Regions from separate parts of the Rattus norvegicus genome. Here region 1 is linked to region 2. A link is a contact called in public Hi-C data. All regions are on one chromosome and are shown on one strand. Each heading gives the region's core, a stretch centred on a gene start, on an enhancer-like site or on the middle of the called end of the contact. The rest is flanking DNA. Distances are from core to core; before and after follow the strand shown.

What was found. A called contact is a pair of places that touch in the nucleus more often than the background predicts.
Region 1: a Hi-C map of liver shows a contact between it and region 2, with 2.3 times the contacts expected there. The contact joins two enhancer-like sites. A contact is called at or near these places in 5 of 12 Hi-C or Micro-C datasets (the Rat2 cell line, frontal cortex, kidney and 1 more).

What each region holds. Positions count from the first base shown.
Region 1 is chr8:32,326,003-32,330,713 of GRCr8, forward strand. It overlaps Eepd1 (endonuclease/exonuclease/phosphatase family domain containing 1), which reads left to right. Exons shown (of 7, transcript NM_001014088.3): 4 at 3,084-3,218. Among named protein-coding and RNA genes, the nearest start is that of Eepd1, 94 kb to the left of the region's middle. Within about 2 kb of position 2,254, at least 3 of the 93 cell types and tissues checked have an H3K27ac peak or open chromatin away from gene starts, as enhancers often do. A contact at or near this core is called in liver, where this site is marked.
Region 2 is chr8:32,272,637-32,277,483 of GRCr8, forward strand. The region is part of intron 1 of Eepd1 (endonuclease/exonuclease/phosphatase family domain containing 1); the gene reads left to right. Among named protein-coding and RNA genes, the nearest start is that of Eepd1, 41 kb to the left of the region's middle. Within about 2 kb of position 1,580, at least 15 of the 93 cell types and tissues checked have an H3K27ac peak or open chromatin away from gene starts, as enhancers often do. A contact at or near this core is called in liver, where this site is marked.

The sequences.
Region 1 (4,711 bases), core at 1,004-3,503, 54 kb after region 2:
AGATTTGTAGCCAGGGCTCTGCTTTTCAGTCCACCAAAAAAAAAAAAAAAAGAAAGAAAGAAAGAAAGAAAGAGAGAAAGAAAGAAAAAAGAAAAGGAAAGAAAGAAAGAAAAGCACTTTTCATGGATCTCACTGAATGAAACTTCATATGCCTCTTAAGAGTCCGTTCGCCTTTCTTCATTCATTCAATAACTATCTGCGAAAGGTTATTCATGTATACGTGAGAAAAACAGACCCAGCAACCTAGCCCTATCTGTGGCCACTTTTTATAAGACCTTCTGGGTATCCCAATCCCTTTCACTAAGTGTACAGCCATTGAGAAGGACAAGTCAGCTCACCTTCCTTTAGGAGGGGGCGCCAAGGCCAGCAGAGCACTGTCACTGAGAGCTTTCTGCTTTAGTTATTTCTTCTGCACACTGTGAGTAGTAGCTCTCTCCTCAGCTCACAGGATAGCCCCAGTATAGAAGGAGACAGTGAGTGTTGGGTGCTTCCTGGAATAGAGCACCACCAGGGCTGGGTGAGATGTGGCTCAGGGGATGGTGACTTTGAACTGGGATCCCTGCCAGTTGTCAGGCTGCAGCCATGTCTAGGCCTCGCCTCCTGTTATTATGGGCCCAGTGGGTCACAGTCACACAGATTAATGGCATGTGAGAGTTCTTAAACTTTAATGCTGCACAGATCCAAAAATCATTTTTAAGCATAATGTGAGTCAGGCATCATATCTCCATGGTAGTGAACTTGCAGTCCATATACTGAACAGCTGTTGGGTCCCTGAGCCCTGCAGTCATGTTCAGGTATCAAATGGAGGAACAATTCAGAAATAAAACAGCAGCCAGGCGATGGTGGCACATGCCCTTGATTCCAGCACTCAGGAGGCAGAGGCAGTGGATCTCTGAGTTTGAGGCCAGCCTGGTCTACAAAGCAAGTTCCAGGAAACCAGGGCCACAAAGAGAAACACTGTCAGAGAGAGAGAGAGAGAGAGAGAGAGAGAGAGAGAGAGAGAGAGAGAGAGAGAGAGAGAGAGAAACAGAGAGACATAAAAATGTAGGAAGAAATGATTTTCCCCAAAGCAGCCCCTGTCGTTGGAAGTGGCAGCCTGCCTATGCCCAGTGAGCTATCTCTGGCATAAGTGCTTTTCTATGCTGTGACCATTCTGCCTAACTGAGTCATGTTTTGAAGGGTCCCTTGGGGAGGGTCAGAGCCGCAGTGAGAAGGAAGAAGTGTAGGGATGAGAAAGGCTCAGAGAAGCTGGGGGCCTTGATCAGGGGCAGGGAGCAGCATTGGAACCGAGTCCTCTTAGGACACCCCTCCTCCCATGTCCTGGAGGATTGTGGAGCCGGGCGGTTTTCTGGCAGCTGATGTGAGTGATGCTCGAGGCAGTGTGTGACTCCTTGGGCCACAGTAAACAAAATAATGGCCTTCTCTCGAGCCTACTATAGTGACTGTGTTCTCTGTCTCCATGAGGAACTGAGTCTTAGATACACTGAAGGGCTTGTCTTGGCTGAGACCCAAGTATGACCATGCTTAAACTAGCACTATCTTTAGTGGTGGGCAAGGAGACTCTTTGATTGTTGGTCTCTCTCTCTCTCTCCCTCTCTCTCTCCCTCTCTCCTTATGCATTTATGTCCCTCTCACTGTACCCTTCCCAGTCACCCCTTCCCACAATCCTTCCTCCATCCCCATTCCTCTGAGTGGGTGTGGTCCCCACTGAGTATCTAGTCTCTTCAAGGCTAGGTGCTTCCTCTCCCACTGAGGCCTGACAAGGCAGCCCAGCTAGAAGAACATGTCCCATATAGAGGCAACAGCTTTTGGGATACCCTCCTCCCCAGCTCCAGTTGTTTGGGACCCACATGAAGACCAAGCTACACATCTGCTTCATATGCACAGGGAAGCCTAGGTCCAGCAGCCTGTGTACGTTCTTTGGTTGGCAGTTTAGTCTCTGAGAACCCCAACGGTCCATGTTAGTTGACTCTCTTGGCTTCCTGTGGAGTTCCTATCTCGTCCCGGGCCCTCAAGTCTTCCTCCTATTCTTCCCCAAGAGCCCTCAAGGTGGGCAAGGAGATTCTTAGACAACATAAAACTCATGTTTATATCTCCACTATGTCCCTCCTACACACACCTGTTTAAATGAGTATGCCTGTCAAGTATCTGACTGGGTGGTGAGCTGAAGTTGTGTGTGTGACAGTGTCTGCTCAGTGGTGGCTAAGGTTAAAGGTTACTTCCTCTCCCATTGCAACATAGAGGAGCAGGGTCAAGTGCCACTGGCCTGTTTGATGACCTGTTGATCTGTCCCTGGTGTCAAACCCTTAAGAATGCCCTGATGACCAGCTGTGGCTCAGCTGGAGTAGGCAGACTGATGCATTTCTCTCTCTATAAGGCCCCAGAGGCAGTGGCCAAAGCAAACAGAGGAAGCATCTTCTCTGATTCCTTGAGACAGACGCGGGCCTTGAACTGTTGCCCAGCACAATCCAAGTTTGTCTGCACCCCCCCATCAAGGCCTCTGGCCCAGGCTTCAGACTTCTGTGTGTAGTCCTGCCCATCTGTAGAGAACCCCATTTCAAATCACTGGAACCCCTAAGCATTGACGTCCATTCGTCGGGCAAATACTGACTGAGAGCTGACAAGGGCTTAGGCACCATTTGTGCAAGCAGTAACTTACCCACAGGCCTACCAGCCCTCAGAGTCTTTGAACTCACATTGGCACCTATGCTACGGGGTTTAGGGGAGTTACTCAGTCTCTATGAACAGCAGTGGCCTCATCTGTCATGTGCAGATGGGAGCTGTTGTCTCCTGTCATGTGGTCACTCAAAAGTGATTCTGGGCCTGGTATGTGCTTTTCCTACCTTTTCCCATAAAGGGAAGAGCTAGGCACCCTTGGCCATGAGGAAAACTCTGCACTGGGCATCGGTACACTGTGGCTTGGAGGTATGTTCTTCGTTATAGAAGCATCCCATGGTGAGTGACTGTGAGGGCCTGAAGCAGAGCCCACTGCTCCATGTCTGGTCCTTCTGCTTTTCCTTATGCTATGTGCCTCTTGGAATTAGGAACCTGGCACCAAGACCCTGTTTCCATTTGCCCTGCAGGGCCCCTGCTACTCTGGATTCCTGTGGGACACAGCAGCCAATGTGGAGCTGAGAGACATCCCCGGGCAGGAGAGCTCACCCAGCAACGGTCATGCGAAGACTGTGGGTCCCAGCCCGTTCCTCGCCAGGTTCAAGGTACCTGTTTCCTGTCACCTCAGAAATCCAGTTCCTTCCAAAAGGGAAGTCTTTGTGACACTGACCCAGAGAAGTCACATCTTTCTCACTTGATAGTATTCTCTTAGTGTAGGTTAGTACCTATTCTGGAATAGGTAACCTTCTACAGGGCAGTAGTGAAGGGATTTTTGAGGGCATCTTTGACCCAGAAAAATCTAACCCATGGCAAGAAGAAAGACAGTAACCTGGGAGGAATGAGGCACCCTTGTCTCAGCAACAGGGACTGTGGCAAAAGGATTGCTTGTGTCCAGGAGTTCAAGACTACCCTAGGCAACCTAGTAAAACCTCTCCTCTCAAAAACAGGTAGCTAGTTAGCTAGACAGTTGATAGGTGATATTTAGTTGATAGATATATGAAATGACAGACAGACAGGAAAGAAAGAAAGTGGGAAACTAATTCATACAGCTGTTTCCATGCATGTTATACAGAAGGATAACCTTTCTTAAAATCAGGCATTGCCTAGGCCTCGGCCATCTGTGATAGGGCCTAGGCTGTTTTCAAGTGTGTTTACTGGGTCCCACCTGTCTGGTACTGACTAATGGGGTCAAAATGGCCACCTCTGGCAGAGCTGCTCTAAGGAGCCTCTCTCTTCAACTGCCCCTCAGACCTCATTGTTTAGATGTCAAGAAGAATGGACCCACTGAGGGCTTATTGGATTGGAGGTGGGATCCAGAAGGAGCTCTGGACTGAGGGACCCCATCATTGGCTTCTCTTTATATCTCCTTGTCCATGAAGAGGCTTGGGGGGGGGGCGCTGGGTGGTGTGGATCTGAGTGTCCTCTCTCTGCTATGTCTTGCATACCTCTTGACATTGTTCCTGAATACCAAAGTGCTTTAATGATGGACATAAGAGGAAACCAGAAAGTCACCACAGAGGCAATGAACCTCATCACAACTTAACTGTGAATTCCAAGTCAGGCAGCTTGACCCCTTCAAGAGTCCAGCAAGCTGTTCTCTATTGGTCTCTATTGACATCTTTTCTTTCTGTGTCTTCCCCAGTAACTCTGGAGCTTTAAACTTACCCACTAAGGCCAGCATCATTTAAGCCCAGCATGAAGTGGGGCTTGGGGACAGCCATGTCTCTATCATGGGTTATATAAGCCTGTATCCCATCTCCCAAATTTGTAGTAGTGAAGGCGATAGGATTGGTGTATGCTCACACCGATGTGTCTTCTGTGGCATCAAGTGGCTCCTTCAATCCCTTTTCTTGCCATATTGATGAGGTTCTGTCTGTATTTCTGGCACCTGTGATTCTGATCCATGAGTTGGCCAGGATTATCTTTAAACCTAACAATACATTTAACTTTTAAATGGTTTGTTCCGGCTCCGGCTAACTGGAACAGGCAGCCACAACCAGCTTATATAGCTAAAAAGCAGGCTGGTATTTTTGCTAGTGCCTTTATTATTTTTTGAGAAACAGTCTTGCTATGTGGCCTACATAATGAACCTTTCCAG
Region 2 (4,847 bases), core at 330-2,829:
TCTCCTCTGTCTCTGTGTCTCTGTGTCTGTCAGTCTCTCTGTCTCTGTCTCTCTGTCTCTGTCTCTCTGCCCCCCCCCCCCCCCCTGTATGTGTGTGTATTTTACTGGAGATGAACCTAGGGCCTTTCCCATTACAGGCGAATGGTCTAGCAAAGGGATTTTTCCTGCAAAAGGCAAAGGGAGTCAAGAGTAGCACAGATGAAACTCCTTAGAAATTCACCCCTGGACTCTGGAGTAATGGGGCCAGGGGACTAAATAAGGGCAGGAATCTGCTGAGTTTAACAGGTTCCAGCTGCCAGCATGGCTGAGTCGGAGCTGAATTGAGGCTGCTCTGTCTTCCATTCACGTGCTGGCTCTGTGTATAGTCAGGTCCTGAGTGACATGGAGGGCCTTGTCTCACACCAGTTGGACTATACCAGCTCGGCTTTCCAAAGGTTGAGTGGGAACAGTGACCAGAGACACTGGCAGAGAAACAGCATCTGACCCTAAGAACCTAAGAAACTCGGAACCCTCTTTGCTCCAAGAGTCCTGCTAGGCAGGCTGCCTCCATTCTCACTGCTAGCCATTTAGAATAAGAGCGGTGGATGCTGTTTAAACCAGTCTGCAAGCACAGTTTTAAAGGTTCAGGAGGAACAGGTAGCATTCACGTTAGTAACTTTTAATTTTTCCACTGTATCCAAAATACTAACATTTGTGCACACAGTCAATATAAAATTATTTATATATATATAAAATTCTATGATATAAAATTATTGCAGAAGCATTTTTTATTCTCTTGTAATGCGCCTTGAAACCTTTTTTGTATATTTTACCTGAATAGATAGCAGGAGGGAAGGGCCTTAGTCTGCCCAGGACCTGAGGCTCTCCTGAGGAGATTTGAATATAAGGCTTAGGAGGTCTGAGGCAGTAATTGGGAAGGGGTGGGTAGTGAGTCCTGAACCCTGCCCATTCGGTGAGAACTCAGCTTAGCCTGTCTTGACAGCCTAGACAGGTGGGGCTCCCTGCTTGAAACCCTACTAGGTGTTCATAAGCAAGACCCAGCAGTCCAGGCTGGCCAGCCTCTCACAGCTCTTCATAGGCAAAGGGGATGGTCTTCAGCAAGGGGCAGGCGCATGAGGCATCCACTGCTGGGAACTGCTAATTGGATGGCCTTAATTCTAAGGTCACTTTTTTCCGTGTAGATCCCAAAGTGTTTGTTTGCTGTCTGAAATTAGGTTATTGTTCTTGTGGTTCTGCATAGTCGCCAAACACATCCAGGGAAGATGTGTGCACTGTTAAACGTTACTGCCTTTCATTCTTGCCCTGGAGTCACAGGGAGGATGAGGACTTGCCGTCTTTTGGGATGCTTTGAAACCCACATGAATGGGCTCAATTCTGTTCTGGACTCTCACTCACTACAGTTTTCAGAACCGAGATAGGGAGCTGGGCTCTTGCCTCCTGTCTGCTCTGGTCTCGGCTCACTCCCGTGGTGGAGTAGAGAAAGCAGCAGGCTGCAGCCGGGTGCCCTCCAGGAATGGAGCACCTCCTCTGCCTCAGCAGTTTTATTTTTATCTCGTCAGCTTGTTCCTGCTTTTGAAGTGTGAATCCCAGTGACCCGAATGAGCTGTCTGCCTGGGTCTGGGCCAGCAGAACCAGGTTACTAGAGTTCAGAGGAGCCTCTCGGCCTTTGGAAACAGGGATGTTTGCTCCTGCGTGGTTGGGCGGGGGTCTTACAGGGCAGCTTTGCTGTGGCCAGAAACAGGCAGCTTCCAGGTTTACACAATTTCTCATCTGAGAAGACGTTGCGCCGAACGTCACTTGAGACCCGTATTCTCCTTCCCACCTCCCTTCAATAGCAGCCCCGTAATGACAGCAGGCATAATTTTATGCAAGTTAGATGTTCGTATTTAGAATTGCAGAGTCAAGTATGTGTACCTGTCAGTGTCTGGCCCCTTTACTGTCATGTTTGCTTGTGGGAAGGCCTGTGTTTTGCTGTGTGCTGGTGTTTTAGAACAGGATGGGGAACATAGTTAATGCCTGTGTTAGGACATGGGAGTTTCTGTCCTGGGACTCTGAGGCAACAGTGACTGACTTGGGGCAATGAGGGAGGGGATGTGACCATGCAGTAGTGGCAGGGGATGACCCGGATAGGTGACACAATGTTAGTTACAGAAAGGCCCCAGAACACCTGAGTCAGAATCAGTTAAAATAATACTTGTGGGACCCCTAGATCCTATCAGAAACTGGGTTAAATTCTTTTTATGCGTTCTCCCTGGGGATTCTTTACAAGCATCTATACATTTGTCCTTGTGAATGGCAATTTTCCATAAAGCTGGTTCCAGGGTGGTCATCATCTGGATGGGAACTTGTTAGCGATTCATGTTTTCAGGCACTACTTGTCAAAGGAATGCAACTCTGGGTTGTTTTAGTGAATGCTCCATCCCTGCCCTAGGTGACTCTGATATCTAGATCTCGGGGATTCAGGTTAGCAAGAGGAGACTAGGCTGGGCTCAACTCTCCGTCATATGTCTTTGGATGGCTAGAGCAAGCATACCGTGCCTCAGTGCTCTCAGCTGTAGATAAAGGTTGGTAATAAGTCCTGTCTTTCAGGGCGGTATGTGCCTTGTGGGTCATGTACGACTGTGTTGGGCATGTGGAAGGCATATGGTAAGCACTTGCTCAAACACATTCAAATTTAGTCAGCTTTGACCCTGGGTCTGTTTGACTTCAGGGCTATTTACTCGCTATATTATACCGATTGTCTCTTAGGAACCTAATTGATTTAGCTGTGAAGGCAACTAATTTTCCAACAGTAATGAGGGCTGTCTTTAGACCAAGGCTTGCCATGTGGTTTGCTCTCAGTGGCAGCTCTGGTTTGTGTTTCGGTTGCTCAGAGAAGGATTTTCTGAACCAAGGTTGCCGCGTGTGAGCTTCTATTGATGTTATGTCTGTCATGGATTTGTGGGGTGTTGCATAGTCACCCTTCCTGCTGTGAACTTGGTGTGGGTTTCTGATCCCTTCCTGTGACTGGGTTTAATGGGAAGAACTTTGAAGTCTCTCCTGAATACCTTAGACTGAGGGAATCATGTGGAGTGCATGTTTGGAACAAGTCTGCTGGGCACTCCATGTGGTTTGAGGGCAGCACCTGGCCTAGTAATTAATGTGCTTTCTGGCCCCTTGCCATCTCCTGCAGGGCATGTAGATGTCTGTGGCTGCAGGAGAGTGCTGAGTTGAGGATCCTTGCCAACCATCCGTCCATCTCATGACAGCCAGGAACTTTGAGCCCCATTTTGCTGATAGGGAAAATAAGACTCAACAAAACAAAACAAAACAAAACAAAACAAAACAAAACCCAAGTGTCATTTTCTAGTGCTTAGTCATGGCCACAGAGGGGGCTTTTGTTCGATAGACCTTGTGTCTGTGTGCATCTGGAAGCTAGGATAGGGGCAGGACTGGATCTATTTTCTTGGAGCTATGTCCCAAAGACCCACTCATGTGCTACTTGAGCTTCTGTGCATCTCGAAGGCTCTTTTCCCAGAAGGCAACAGTTCTAACATTCTCATGACCTCAAATGAGCAGCCAAAGCCCACTTAGCACCAGGCTCTAGGGTGGGTGTCCTTTCTCCCATCAGTCTTAGCTTCTTTTGTTAAGGCAGCTGTGGCCTTGTGTCTACTGGAGGAAGTGGTCACTTCCATTCACTAGTGTCTGTATGTTCAGGTGGGGCTGGATCCTGCACTCATAACAAACGGTCCCTTTGTCCTCTTACCCTGCTTCAGCCCTTCTAGCCTGGAGGAGTGTTTTGGTATCCTACGAGAAGTCCATCTGGGTAATATAGGTAAATACTTCAGTTCCCTCCCATTCTCACCCCCCCCCCACCCTGATACTCCCATACTGTTTGTGACAATGTATCCATGTTTGTGACAGTGTATCCACATTTCCTTCCTTCTGTCTCCCTTCCTTCCTTTTTCCTCTGTGTGACCACATCTGGCTTCAGTAGAGCCCTGTTAAGCATCCGACATGTTCATGGTTCCCTGTGTACCCAGCTTTTTGCCCCTTTTTTTCTGTCAGTTACAGGATAGCTTGCTGCCTTAAATGCAGGCACAAAGAAAAGAGCCGCAAAGCAGTTAGGGCTTCTTGGTGGCTCTTCACCCAGGCAGCTGCTTACATTGCTTTCTGGGGCTCTTGAGGCCTCACCAGCTGTCCCATACTTCCAGTCAGAAGACTCCCTGGTAGAAGGAACACATGGTGTTTACTTACTCAGCGTGCAGGACAGGTGTCTCCCACCTGAAGACACATCCGTTCTGCGTGTAGTTATTCTGCTTTTCCTGAGGCTATTCTGCAAGTGTTTGGTTACCCTATCGTATCTGTGATACCTGCTGTGGGACCACCCTTCGCTCAGAGGAGTGTCTTTGGAGTCTTATGGGGGCCTCACTTCACTTGTGTGTGCAAATTCCCTCGTAGACAGTGTCAGAGCTACACTGGATCAGCCAAGAAGGTCACTGATACTTGAACAAAAGGAACTGGATCTTCCAGCTTCTCATGCACTGGGTTCTAGGAGGCTCGAGAGCTCAGAGCTGTTCACAGCTCATTTCATGACATCTGACCTAAGATTAGCTGCTTTGCCAGGAAGGCTCCTGGAGGTGAGGGCTCTCTCAATCCAGAGGTGGAAAAGCCCTGTTAAGGGTTCCAGCAGAGCTTGGAGGAGGATGAAGGCTGTTGAACCAGTTTGTAGGTCCCATGATAATACGGATGGATGGAACAGAGGGGGCTGAGAGCAAGCAGGGAGGTGTGGGAGAGCGCCGGGACGGCAGACGATGACACAGAAGGTGCTTAGCAGAGTCCGGCACACAGGGGAAGCATTTAATAAA